Regions from separate parts of the Pan troglodytes genome. Here region 2 is linked to region 1. The links are chromatin contacts, called in public Hi-C maps. All regions are on one chromosome and are shown on one strand. Each heading gives the region's core, a stretch centred on a gene start, on an enhancer-like site or on the middle of the called end of the contact. The rest is flanking DNA. Distances are from core to core; before and after follow the strand shown. Region 1 holds the start of IER5 (immediate early response 5). Region 2 overlaps XPR1 (xenotropic and polytropic retrovirus receptor 1).

Region 1 (5,716 bases), core at 1,883-4,382:
ATGAAGGCATAGTCTGGGAGGGACACTGGGCATGACAGGAGAAAGTGATGAGGGCAGTGATGAAGGAGTGTGCTGAGTACAGTGGTGGATGATGGAAAAGCTCAGCTCAGGCGGGTCAGAAAGCCTTCATGGAAGGCAAGAGGCTGACGCTAGCAATAACCTGCCTGGATGGGTGAGTGGGGGCATCCCAGATCATCACTAAAGTTCTTTTGTCTCTCAGTTTCTTCATTCTCTTTTTTTTTTTTTTTTTTTGAGATGGAGTCTCGCTCTGTCACCCAGGCTGGAGTGCAGTGGTGCGACCTCCGCTCACTGTAACCTCTGCCTGCTGAGTTTCAGCAATTCCCCTGCCTCAGCCTCCCAAGTAGCTGGGATTACAGGCACGTGCCACCATGCCCGGCTAATTTTTTGTATTTTTAGTAAAGACGGGGTTTCACCATGCTGGCTGGGCTGGTCTTGAACTCCTAACCTCGTGATCCACCCACCTCGGCCTCCCAAAGTGCTGGGATTACAGGCGTGAGCCACCACGCCCTGCCAGTTTCTTCATTCTTGTTGCCTCCATCTAGTTCAGGTCTTCACAACCCTTTGCCTAAATTTCCACAAGAGCTTTTTATGTGCTCTTCTATGCACCAACTGTTCTAGAATCTATTCTGTGCTTCCCTTACTGAACAACCTTTAGTAAGGTCCCTGTGGTCCTATCTCCTCATCAAGGCACCCACAACCCACTATCATGCAGCCTCGGCCTCTGTTTCTAGCCTTTCCCACTTGCTTTTGGGCATGTACCCAGCACAACTGCAAAGTAAGATGTTCCCTACACTGGACTCTGTTGCTCCTGCTGCTTGGAACTTGTGGATCCTACCTCAGAGGTTTTCAGCACCCTCTTCAGATACAACTTCTTTGGTGAAACTTTCTCCCATCTATGTTCCTTTCTTCTCCCAGCCTCTTCTCCCACCCCAGGGTAGTATGTGGGGTAGTGTGTTCTGAGAACTAGCCTACATTGATAGCTTATTATATGCCAGGTGCTGTTCTATGAGCTTTGCATATGCTACCTTGTTCTACCCTCACAAAAACTCTAAGAGGTAGGCATTATTATTATTATATTTATATTTATTTTATTGTATTTTTTGAGACAGAGTCTCACTCTGTTGCCCAGGCTGGAGTACAATGGTGTGATCTCGGCTCACTGCAACCTCTGCCTCCTGTGTTCAAGCAATTCTCCTGCCTCAGCCTTCCGAGTAGCTGGGATTACAGGCACCTGCCGCCATGCCAGGCTAATTACTGTCTTTTTTTTTTTTAGTAGAGACAGGGTTTCACCATATTAGCCAGGCTGGTCTTGAACTCCTGATCTCAAGTGATCCGCCCACCTTGTCCTTCCAAAGTGATAGGATTACAGGCGTGAGCCACCACACCCGGCTGATTATTTTGTAATAAAAAAGACAGCAGCACAGAGAAGTGAAATAATTTTCCAGAGGCCATGCAGCAAGTGAAAGGTGAAGCTGGGATTCCAACCTAGGAAGCCAGCCTCCTCAGCCTGTGCTCTTAGCCATTGCTTTATAGTGACTAATAACTTGCAAAGAAAAAGAGAAGAGAAAAATTCTTGCGTCATTACTCAATATATGCTATTTGGTTTTGTAATTATTTGTGTCATTATTTTATCTCTTCCTCTACGTGGGCTGAAAATTCCTAGAGGGGAGGAACTCTGGGTCTCAGAGCCTGCTGTCTCAGTTACCATCAGTTGTGGGCACAGGTAATGCTATTGAGCCATCACATCCTCTGGAGATTGTGAATTGGTCATGATCAAGCCCACTCTTCACTGGTATTTTTCCTAAATAAATTCATTGCTTGACCAACCCCGGGGCAGGATCAGGCCCAGGGTTCCACATGGACTCCAAGAAAGCAGTGCTTAGTTTTCTCATTCAGATTGTGGCTGAGAAGTTGTCATTTATCGTCTGTACAATAAAGCAGATGTGTATGTGACTTCCCCCTTTTCAGCAGTGGAGACATTGAAGCGGCCTGAGGTTATTTACCCAGAGTCCTCAGGCAGGTCTGTGGTGGAGCTTCGGTGGAACTAACTGGAAGTGACTCCATGTTTCCAGTCCAGGACCCTGGGCAACCCCGTGGTAATTGTGTCCTGATATACTTATAAGGACCAGTAGATGGACTAAGTTGTTGACTGACCAGAAAATTCTGGAACTCCCTAGCACTATATTTTTACCTTGACACGAAATGAAATTATGACATCATCATGGGAACACAGGACTTCTTTCTTTTTATTTTCAGAACTTGCTCGATTTTTCCAAGGGTGGACTGGGTCAGTCCTTGTAATGGAAAAATGGAAATGAAAAAAAAAAGGAAAAAAAATCATTGTGGAGAACCTGTAACATCTTCCATTTAACTTATTTGATAACTGGGTTTGTTCTAGAATCTAGAGAACAAAGTGAAAGATGCCAGCTTTAGAGGACAACCAATAACTTTGTATCTAGACACGATTCCTTGATAAGAAGCCAAAAACCTAGCCAAAAACTTCTGGAATCCCCCTTTCCTTTGGGGTTAGAACTGACAGCTGCTAAGAGTGTATGTGACTCTAGCGGGGAAAGCGGCTCATCCAAAAATAATGATTGCCAAATACTTTGCAGTAATACTATTTGTTATCCAGGGGTGTCCTCCGCCGCGTATGGCCACCATCTCTATTTTTGCCAGGGTTGAGGGGGGTCGCTTACAGGTGTGGCCGGCCTGGAAACGGTGGCGTGGCTGGTGAGGGCGGAGTCGATCCGGGAAGGATCAGGACTTTATGGCAGAACAGAGTCCACCACCGTGTTCGGAAGAAAGTTCGAATATTTTGTTCGCTTTGGTTCCGGCAAGCCATCGCACAAGCCAGAATCTGTAACTCCAAACGGTAGCGCTCTCGAGCACCGTCCCCAACATTCACTCCCCACGGGCCTGGTCTGCGGCCGCAAGCCGTCGCCCCCTTTAAGAGCCTGCTCCGCGGGACTAACGTTCGAACGGGCCCTGGCGCCCCTCCTCGGGCTCCGATTGGCCGTGCGCGGCGCACGAGGGCGCGCCGGCCAGCCCCGGAACGGTTGGCGGCCCTTCGTGATTGGCGGTCGAGGAGCCTATATAAGACGCGAGGCTGCCGGGCTGCCCTGTTTAGCGACCGGACCCGAAACGGGGAAGTTGTCTTGTGTGGAGAGGTTAGTAGATCTGCGCGCGCGTCACCAGAGTCGTTTCTCTTCGGAGTCTTAGGTGATCGAGGGTGTGCCCAGGGGGCGGACTTGTTTGCGCCTCCCGTTCCCTCCCAATTTCCAAACGTGTCACCCCGGCGCCGACGGCCCTGTGCAGGGGAAGCAGGATGGAGTTCAAGCTGGAGGCTCACCGCATCGTCAGCATCTCTCTGGGCAAGATCTACAACTCGCGGGTCCAGCGCGGCGGCATCAAGCTGCATAAGAACCTCCTGGTCTCGCTGGTGCTGCGCAGCGCCCGCCAAGTCTACCTGAGCGACCCGTGCCCCGGCCTCTACCTGGCCGGTCCCGCTGGGACCCCGGCACCGCCACCGCAGCAGCAGCCCGGGGAGCCGGCGGCCGGGCCACCCGCCGGCTGGGGAGAGCCGCCCCCGCCCGCCGCTCGTGCCTCTTGGCCGGAGACCGAGCCGCAGCCGGAGCGCTCCTCCGTCTCAGACGCGCCGCGGGTAGGGGACGAGGTGCCGGTGGCCACGGTGACTGGAGTCGGGGACGTTTTTCAGGGCGGAGAGGCGGACGCGACGGAAGCTGCTTGGAGCCGCGTGGAGGGGCCGCGCCAGGCGGCAGCCAGAGAAGCCGAGGGTACCGCCGGAGGCTGGGGCGTCTTTCCTGAGGTATCTCGTGCCGCGCGCCGCCCCTGCGGCTGCCCCCTAGGCGGGGAGGACCCGCCGGGTACACCGGCCGCGACCCCCCGCGCTGCCTGCTGCTGCGCGCCGCGACCAGCCGAGGACGAGCCCCCCGCGCCGCCCGCGGTGTGCCCCAGGAAGCGCTGCGCGGCGGGGGTGGGCGGCGGCCCAGCGGGCTGCCCGGCGCCCGGCTCGACCCCGCTCAAGAAGCCCCGCCGGAACTTAGAGCAGCCGCCGAGTGGAGGAGAGGACGACGACGCGGAGGAGATGGAGACCGGGAACGTGGCTAACCTCATCAGCATCTTCGGTTCCAGTTTCTCGGGACTCCTACGGAAAAGCCCCGGGGGCGGCAGGGAGGAAGAGGAGGGAGAGGAGAGCGGTCCGGAAGCCGCCGAGCCCGGGCAGATCTGCTGCGATAAGCCGGTGCTGAGAGACATGAACCCCTGGAGCACAGCCATCGTGGCTTTCTGAGCCCTTGGCCCCCCTGCGGGGAGGAGGTGGAGCAGCGGGCGTCCCCGAAGTGAGGGCCAGGCCCTTCCCGGCTGCGAGGACGCCCAGAGACCGCGGGCGCTGAGCGCGTTGGGCAGACTGGTTGCCTCTGGGCATCGCAAACTGCCCCCGGGCGCATCTGGCTTATCTGGAGACCTGGGAGCTTGAGGCTCATTGGAAGAGGACGATCGTTAACTTTTGTGTTTGTGTATGTCTGTGTATGTAAGTTTGTCTTGTGGCATTAAGACTATTTTGCTCTTCTGGAATGCACCACTCCTTCCCCAGGGTTTAAGAGATTGGGGGCAGACAGGGACTTTCCTCTGCCGGCTGCGTGGAGAAGGAAGCGGCTAAAAGGTTTGGGTCGGGGAGTTCCCCATTCGTTCTCCGGGGAGGGAGGGACTTTACACCCACCCCTCACCGGAAAGCTAGACCCGCTTCAGGGCCAGGAGTGGCGTTTCCGCACAGGATTTCCTAAGACGAGAGGGATTTAGCCAAGAGCACAGACTTGGATTCCTTCTGTCCCTCCCCACCTTTCTCTCCCAATGAAGAAACGTTTATATCCTGTGATTACTCTAGGAAAGGGGCGTATTAACGGTCCTTTGCTTCCCCGCAGGGGAGAAAAAGCTTGACGAACTTCACAGAAGAGTTCAAGCTTGGAAATAATGGAGTTTATAGAGAAAAGATATATTTTTAAAAGCTCTAGGTCAGAAGTACTACACAGTGCTTTTAAAAAGTGTTAAATGAGAGTTTACAGACAGAAGCCCGAAGTGGAAAGACCTTATGGTTTTGTAGATATGGTGACTCCAGTCTTTGTTGTATAAAGGTTGGGGGAGCTGATAAGGTTTTTGTACAGTATTTTCTCCTTCGTTGTATTGATTTTTGTATAAAAATGTAACTTCTACGTGTCTAACACGTATTAAATATTTTGAAGCAACGTAACTGCCTGCTTGTCTGTAATAACCTGCCTGGGTTGGGAGGGAAGTGGGAGGAGGGAAACCAGGGCCTGAGCTAGAAAATTGAAGGTGTGGTTCTTAGTATCAGTCATTCGCAGACTGAGGACATTGTTTACTGACTCCACTAAGTATCAAGAGAGACACGTTTAATTTTTCCTCCTAGATCAGAGGACTGCTATTAGATACTAATATCAGCGACCTGTCAGGTTCTAGAAACCTGCCACTACAACTGCCTTTTCTAAGGTCAGTTTAGACCAATTTGTCACCCAATATGTGGGTGTCTAATACTAACTAATTTAACCAACTTTTGAAGCCCCGCTTATCCACAAAAATGTTTTTCAGCAAAACTTTGTTTCCTGTTAAGCTATTAATACGGGTCATCTTTTAGCTTTGTAACTGAAAAAAAAAAGTTTAG
Region 2 (5,588 bases), core at 1,407-3,906, 210 kb before region 1:
CTCATTGTTCTCCATTAGACCTAAAATTTAAACTATGGGTTATAAGGCCCTCTGTGGGTGGGCCCTCTTCCACCCCTCCATCATTATCTCCTGCTATTTTAACCTCACTTATTCTTAGCCCCCACTGACCTTGCTGTTGTTTCCAACTTGCCTTTTTATACTTGCCATTTTCCTCTGCCTGGGATGCTTTCCTCCAGGATTTTTACATGACTTGCTTCTTTGTATCAGTCAGGTTTTCAATAGCTGCCATGTCTTCAAAGAAGCTTTCCCTAACCAGTCTTAATGATGGCATACTCTATTCCCTTGTCCTGCTTTATTTTCTTCACAGTACTTATCATTAGCCGATTGATTGTTTACTTGCTCATTGTCTGTCTCCACCACTAGAAATTACACCCCATAAGGGCAAAAAGGCTTTGAGTCATTCTGTGCCTTTACTGCCTTATGGCAGACATTCAGTAAATATTTTTCAAATAAGTTGAAAGAATGAGCACTCTAAAACTGCATTCCATAAGTCCCTCCCTTTTTCGTAGTCTAGTCTTGTTTCCCTTACCCCCCCACCACCACCTCCCCACAACACCATCTTTCCCTATTTTAATATTCAAGCCCTTAATTCTTTGTTTTTGTTTCCATGAGTGGAAACTTGATACCCTGGGAGGTTTACAGGTAGCAGAAGTATGTTACAATTTCATGAGTACTTTGATCTACCCCATTTTGCTAAGGCGATTTGTGTGGAACTTCTTCCGCCTGGAGAATGAACATCTGAATAACTGTGGTGAATTCCGTGCTGTGCGGGACATCTCTGTGGCCCCCCTGAACGCAGATGATCAGACTCTCCTAGAACAGATGATGGACCAGGATGATGGGGTACGAAACCGCCAGAAGAATCGGTCATGGAAGTACAACCAGAGCATATCCCTGCGCCGGCCTCGCCTCGCTTCTCAGTATGTATGGCTTCTACTTCTGTGAGGCATATTTCCTTTGAGTTTTAGCATTGGGTAGCATGTAAGCTAAAAAGCTATCAGGTTGAACCAAATGAAATTGCCAATACTCAGCCATTTTTCACCTACAAAAAAACAGTAATAAGCAGCAATTCCATATGATACAGCCTATGACTGTCTAAATGAGCACATAGAGTAAATGTCATCAATGCATAACCTAGTAATTTGGCACTAAAGATCCACTGTCTGGAGGAAAAGGTTGTTGGAGAGTGATTTATTAATACTTGACTCTTCTGTGTGTTGTGTATACAAATAATTTTTATGTTATAAACTTTAGGAATCCTGCCATCTATGCCTTGACCAAATGACTTAATTTCTGTTTTCTGCCCCTCATCTGTAAATTGAAATTAATATGGTTCTTGCTTATAGGGCGGTTAAGTGGATTATATTCATTATTACATAGAACTTGGACCAGTTCCCTCACAGAAAGAGCCTACTAAGAATAAACTATTACTATTTTTATCTTCTTATTAAATACCTACAACAATATTTTTATCAGTCATTGACTACGTATGTTGCTAAAAGTTACCATAAATGTACAGTATATGGTGACTGCATATGAAATTTAGAGACAATAGATAGCACAGTAGATTGGAATGAAGGAGGCTTAGGTTGAAGATGAACGGTTTTCTAAAGGATAAGGGAGTGAATAGACTAGAGACACAGTAAAGAACATAAAGGTAGAAATGAAGTGCAGAAAGAAAAACCATGTGACTAGAATTGTAGTAAGAATAATTTTGCTGAATAGATGAAGTATGATTGTAAAAGGCTGAAAATGCAAACTTGATCTTGTAGGCAGGAATGAGTCACAGATAATTTTTTTTTTTTGAGATGGAGTCTCGCTCTGTTGCCCAGGCTGGAGTGCAGTGGTGCAGTCTCCACTCACTGCAAGCTGCACCTCCTGGGTTCACGCCATTCTCCTGCCTCAGCCTCCCGTGTAGCTGGGACTACAGGCGTCCGCTACCACACGCAGCTAATTTTTTGTGTTTTTGGTAGAGATGGGGTTTCACCATGTTAGCCAGGATGGTCTCGATCTCCTGACCTCGTGATCCGCCCACATTGGCCTCCCAAAGTGCTGGCATTACAGGCATGAGCCACCGCACCCAGCCACGAGTCACAGAGAATTTTTCTGTAGAAGAATGACATTGTGAAAGTAGTATCCTAGGAAGTTTTAATAGCACTGTGTAAGATATATTAGGCAAGGGAAAACTCAAGGCCAGAAAGCCAGATGAAAAGCTATGCAGTACTTCAATGTATGGGGCAGTGAAAATTCAGATCAGGATGCTTACTGTTGGACCAGAAGGAACATAAGGAGATGTTTTGAAGGAAGTAAGAAACAGGAGGTAGTATCAGTAACTCATTGGATATAGAGGAGTAGAGTAGAACCTGCTGAACTTTAAATAGAGATTTGGAAGTTCTCTGAAGAAGGCAGAGAAAAGCAGAGAGCAGGGAACTGAGTCTTAATCCCTGGCTCAACCATAGTAGCCAGGGAACAAACACAGACCAGAGAAAAAAAGAAAATAAACAAAAGAGGCAGGAATAGTCAGGGAGGTAATAGGAAGAGCATCAAAACAAAGCATGGTAGGTGCTGTGATCCCAAGGAAGCAGAGTTTGAAGAAGCTGGGGCAGGGGAGCACTGAGTGGGTCAGTGAGATAAGTGCCACAAAGGGCTGGAAGAAAATGCTGAGTGTGATTGGTGACCTCATTGAGCTCCTGATTTTGAAGTCTAATTATCCTTGTTAGTTACCAGCAGAGGGCAATCTAAACATATACTATTTCTGCTTAAACAAGGGGCTCTTTGGCAATAGATTATTCTGTTCCATGTCAGGTGTTTAACGGAGAAACTCTGGGAAACCAGATTGCACCAAGAGTAAGACATTAGGAATGGAACAGTTGGTGTACAGCGGAGAGTGCAGGGAATCCAAAATAAGATCTGAGTTTCAGTACTGACTTTATCACTCATGCAACCTTTAGCATATCCTTAATGTGTGTGGTTTTTTTGTTTGTTTGTTTGTTTGAAACAGTATCTCGCTCCGTTGCCCAGGTTGGCTCAATGCAGCAGCACGATCATGACTCACTGCAGCTTCAACCTCCTGGGTTCAAGCACTCCTCCCACCTCAGCCCCCCAAGTAGTTGGCACTACACGCCTGCACCCCTCTGCCCAGCTAATTTTTTATTTTTTATAGAGACAGGGTCTTACTATGTTGCCCAGGCTAGTCTCAAACTCCTAGCCTCAAGAAGTCTTCCCTCCTTGGCCTCCCAAAGTGCTGGGATTACAGGCAAGAGCCACCACACTCAGCCACCTGATTTTATTGTTGGTATTTATAGTGGTAAATGGTTTATGTTGGGCTGAAATGTGCTTCACTGTAATTTCACTGTAACTTTAACAATTTGATCCTATTTGGGCTCTCTCACATAACTTATAATGAGTCTCCTCCCTCTTCTGCATTGTATGTTGTCAACTCTTTGAAGAGAAATAACTGTTATGCCTCTCCTTAGGTCTTCTCTTCTGCTGGCTAACTCTTTTGGTTTCTCATGTATGCCTCAAGTGGTGTTTTATCTCATCCTCATCATCCTTATCACAATTTCTTATATTTGTTTTTTGGAGGTTGGTTTTTTTTTTTTTTTTTTTTTGGAGACGTGGTCTCAGTCTGTCACCTAGGCTGGAGTGCAGTGGTGTGATCATACCTTACTGCAGCCTTGAACTCCTGGGCTGAAATGATCCTCCTTCCTCAGCTTCCTGAGTAGCTGGGGCTACAGGTGTGCACTATCATACCTGGCTTTTTTTTTTTTTTTTTTAAAGACAGGGTCTCACTGTGATGCCCAGACTGGTCTCAAACTCCCGGGCTAAGGCGATCCTCTTATGTCAGCCTCCCAAGGAGCTGGGATTACAGGAACCAGCCAGTTTCTTAAGTTTGTTTAATGCTTTTTTCATCCATGTTCTCACTTGATATGCATACTGTCTCCATGAGGTGAAAGTGGTATTCAGTGAAATCGGTGTTATCATTCCTGCCTTACAGAGATAGAAACGGGCACTCAAAGGGTTAAATAGATGCATCATAAAATCAAAGTCAGGTGGCCAGGTGCAGTGACTCATGCCTGTAATCCTAACACTTTGGGAGGCCAACACGGGCAGATTACCTGAGGTCAGGAGTTTGAGACCAGCCTGGCCAACATGGTGAAAGCCCATCTCTACTAAAAATACAAAACTTTGCCAAGCGTGGTGGCACATGCCTGTAATCCCAGCTACTCAGGAGGCTGAGGCAGGAGAATTGCTTGAGCCTGGGAAACGGAGGCTGCAGTGAGCTGAGATTATGCCACTGCACTCCAGCCTGGCGACAGAGCGAGACTCTGTCTCAAAAAAAAAAAAAAAAAAAAAAATCAAAGTCAGTACTCAAACCCAGATCACTACCTTCTGCGTTGCACATACCCTGCCATTGTTCTTGTTACCTTCCTCTGGTTGTGATCTAGTTTCTTAGTGTTTTTCCAATAGTATCTGAAATTGAATAGGAAACTCTAGAATAATCCATCTGGTACAGCAGGTAGCCCCTGTTTAGGATGTATGTTTAATGATGGTAAGACTGGAAATGTGTCTAATACTGTGAAAGTGTTTATATTTGGGTAATGGACTAAGTGCTTTTTGTCCCCCTTGTTACCACTAGATCCAAGGCTCGTGACACTAAGGTATTGATAGAAGACACAGATGATGAAGCTAACACTTGAATTTTCTGAAGTCTAGCTTAACGTCTTTGGTTTTCCTACTCTACAATCCTTTCCTCGACCAACGCAACCTCTAGTACCTTTCCAGCCGAAAACAGGAGAAAACACATAACACATTTTCCGAGCTCTTCCGGATCGGATCCTATGGACTCCAAACAAGCTCACTGTGTTTCTTTTCTTTTCTTCTGGTTTAATTTTAATTTTCTATTTTTAAAACAAATATTTACTTCATTTGCCAATCAGAGGATGTTTTAAGAAACAAAACATAGTATCTTATGGATTGTTTACAATCACAAGGACATAGATACCTATCAGGATGAAGAACAGGCATTGCAAGGACCCTCTGATGGGACGGTACTGAGATATCTCGGCTTCCGCTCAGCCCGGTTTTGACTGGTTGAAACCGGACATTGGTTTTTAAATTTTTTGTCAGTTTATGTGGAGAATTTTTTTCTTTCCTTCATACCCAGCGCAAAGGCACTGGCCGCACTTGCAGGAAAAGTGCAACTTAAAGCAGTACCTTCATTCATGAAGCTACTTTTTAATTTGATGTAACTTTTCTTATTTTGGGAAGGGTTGCTGGGTGGGTGGGAAATATGATGTATTTGTTACACATAGTTTTCTCATTATTTATGAAACTTAACCATACAGAATGATATAACTCCTGTGCAATGAAGGTGATAACAGTAAAAGAAGGCAGGGGAAACTTACGTTGGATGACATTTATGAGGGTCAGTCCCACATACCTCTTTCAGGAGACAACTTGCACCAGTTTGACCTTTTCTTTTCTTTGTTTTTATTTTAAGCCAAAGTTTCATTGCTAACTTCTTAAGTTGCTGCTGCTTTAGAGTCCTGAGCATATCTCTCGTA

The links. A called contact is a pair of places that touch in the nucleus more often than the background predicts.
Region 2: a Hi-C map of stem cell-derived neural progenitor cells shows a contact between it and region 1, with 3 times the contacts expected there. The contact joins the enhancer-like site here to the promoter of IER5 in region 1. A contact is called at or near these places in 1 of 7 Hi-C or Micro-C datasets (stem cell-derived neural progenitor cells) and 1 of 1 datasets of contacts at active chromatin or transcription factors (stem cell-derived excitatory neurons).

Annotation. Positions count from the first base shown.
Region 1 is chr1:68,044,695-68,050,410 of NHGRI_mPanTro3-v2.0_pri, reverse strand. IER5 (immediate early response 5) reads left to right here and starts at 3,132. Exons shown (of 1, transcript XM_016933680.3): 1 at 3,132-5,287. The coding sequence starts at 3,347. The coding sequence ends at 4,330.
Region 2 is chr1:68,250,324-68,255,911 of NHGRI_mPanTro3-v2.0_pri, reverse strand. XPR1 (xenotropic and polytropic retrovirus receptor 1) reads left to right here. Exons shown (of 15, transcript XM_524986.9): 14 at 720-941; 15 at 4,661-5,588. The coding sequence ends at 4,721. Among named protein-coding and RNA genes, the nearest start is that of KIAA1614, 30 kb to the right of the region's middle. Within about 2 kb of position 2,656, at least 7 of the 24 cell types and tissues checked have an H3K27ac peak or open chromatin away from gene starts, as enhancers often do. A contact at or near this core is called in stem cell-derived neural progenitor cells, where this site is marked.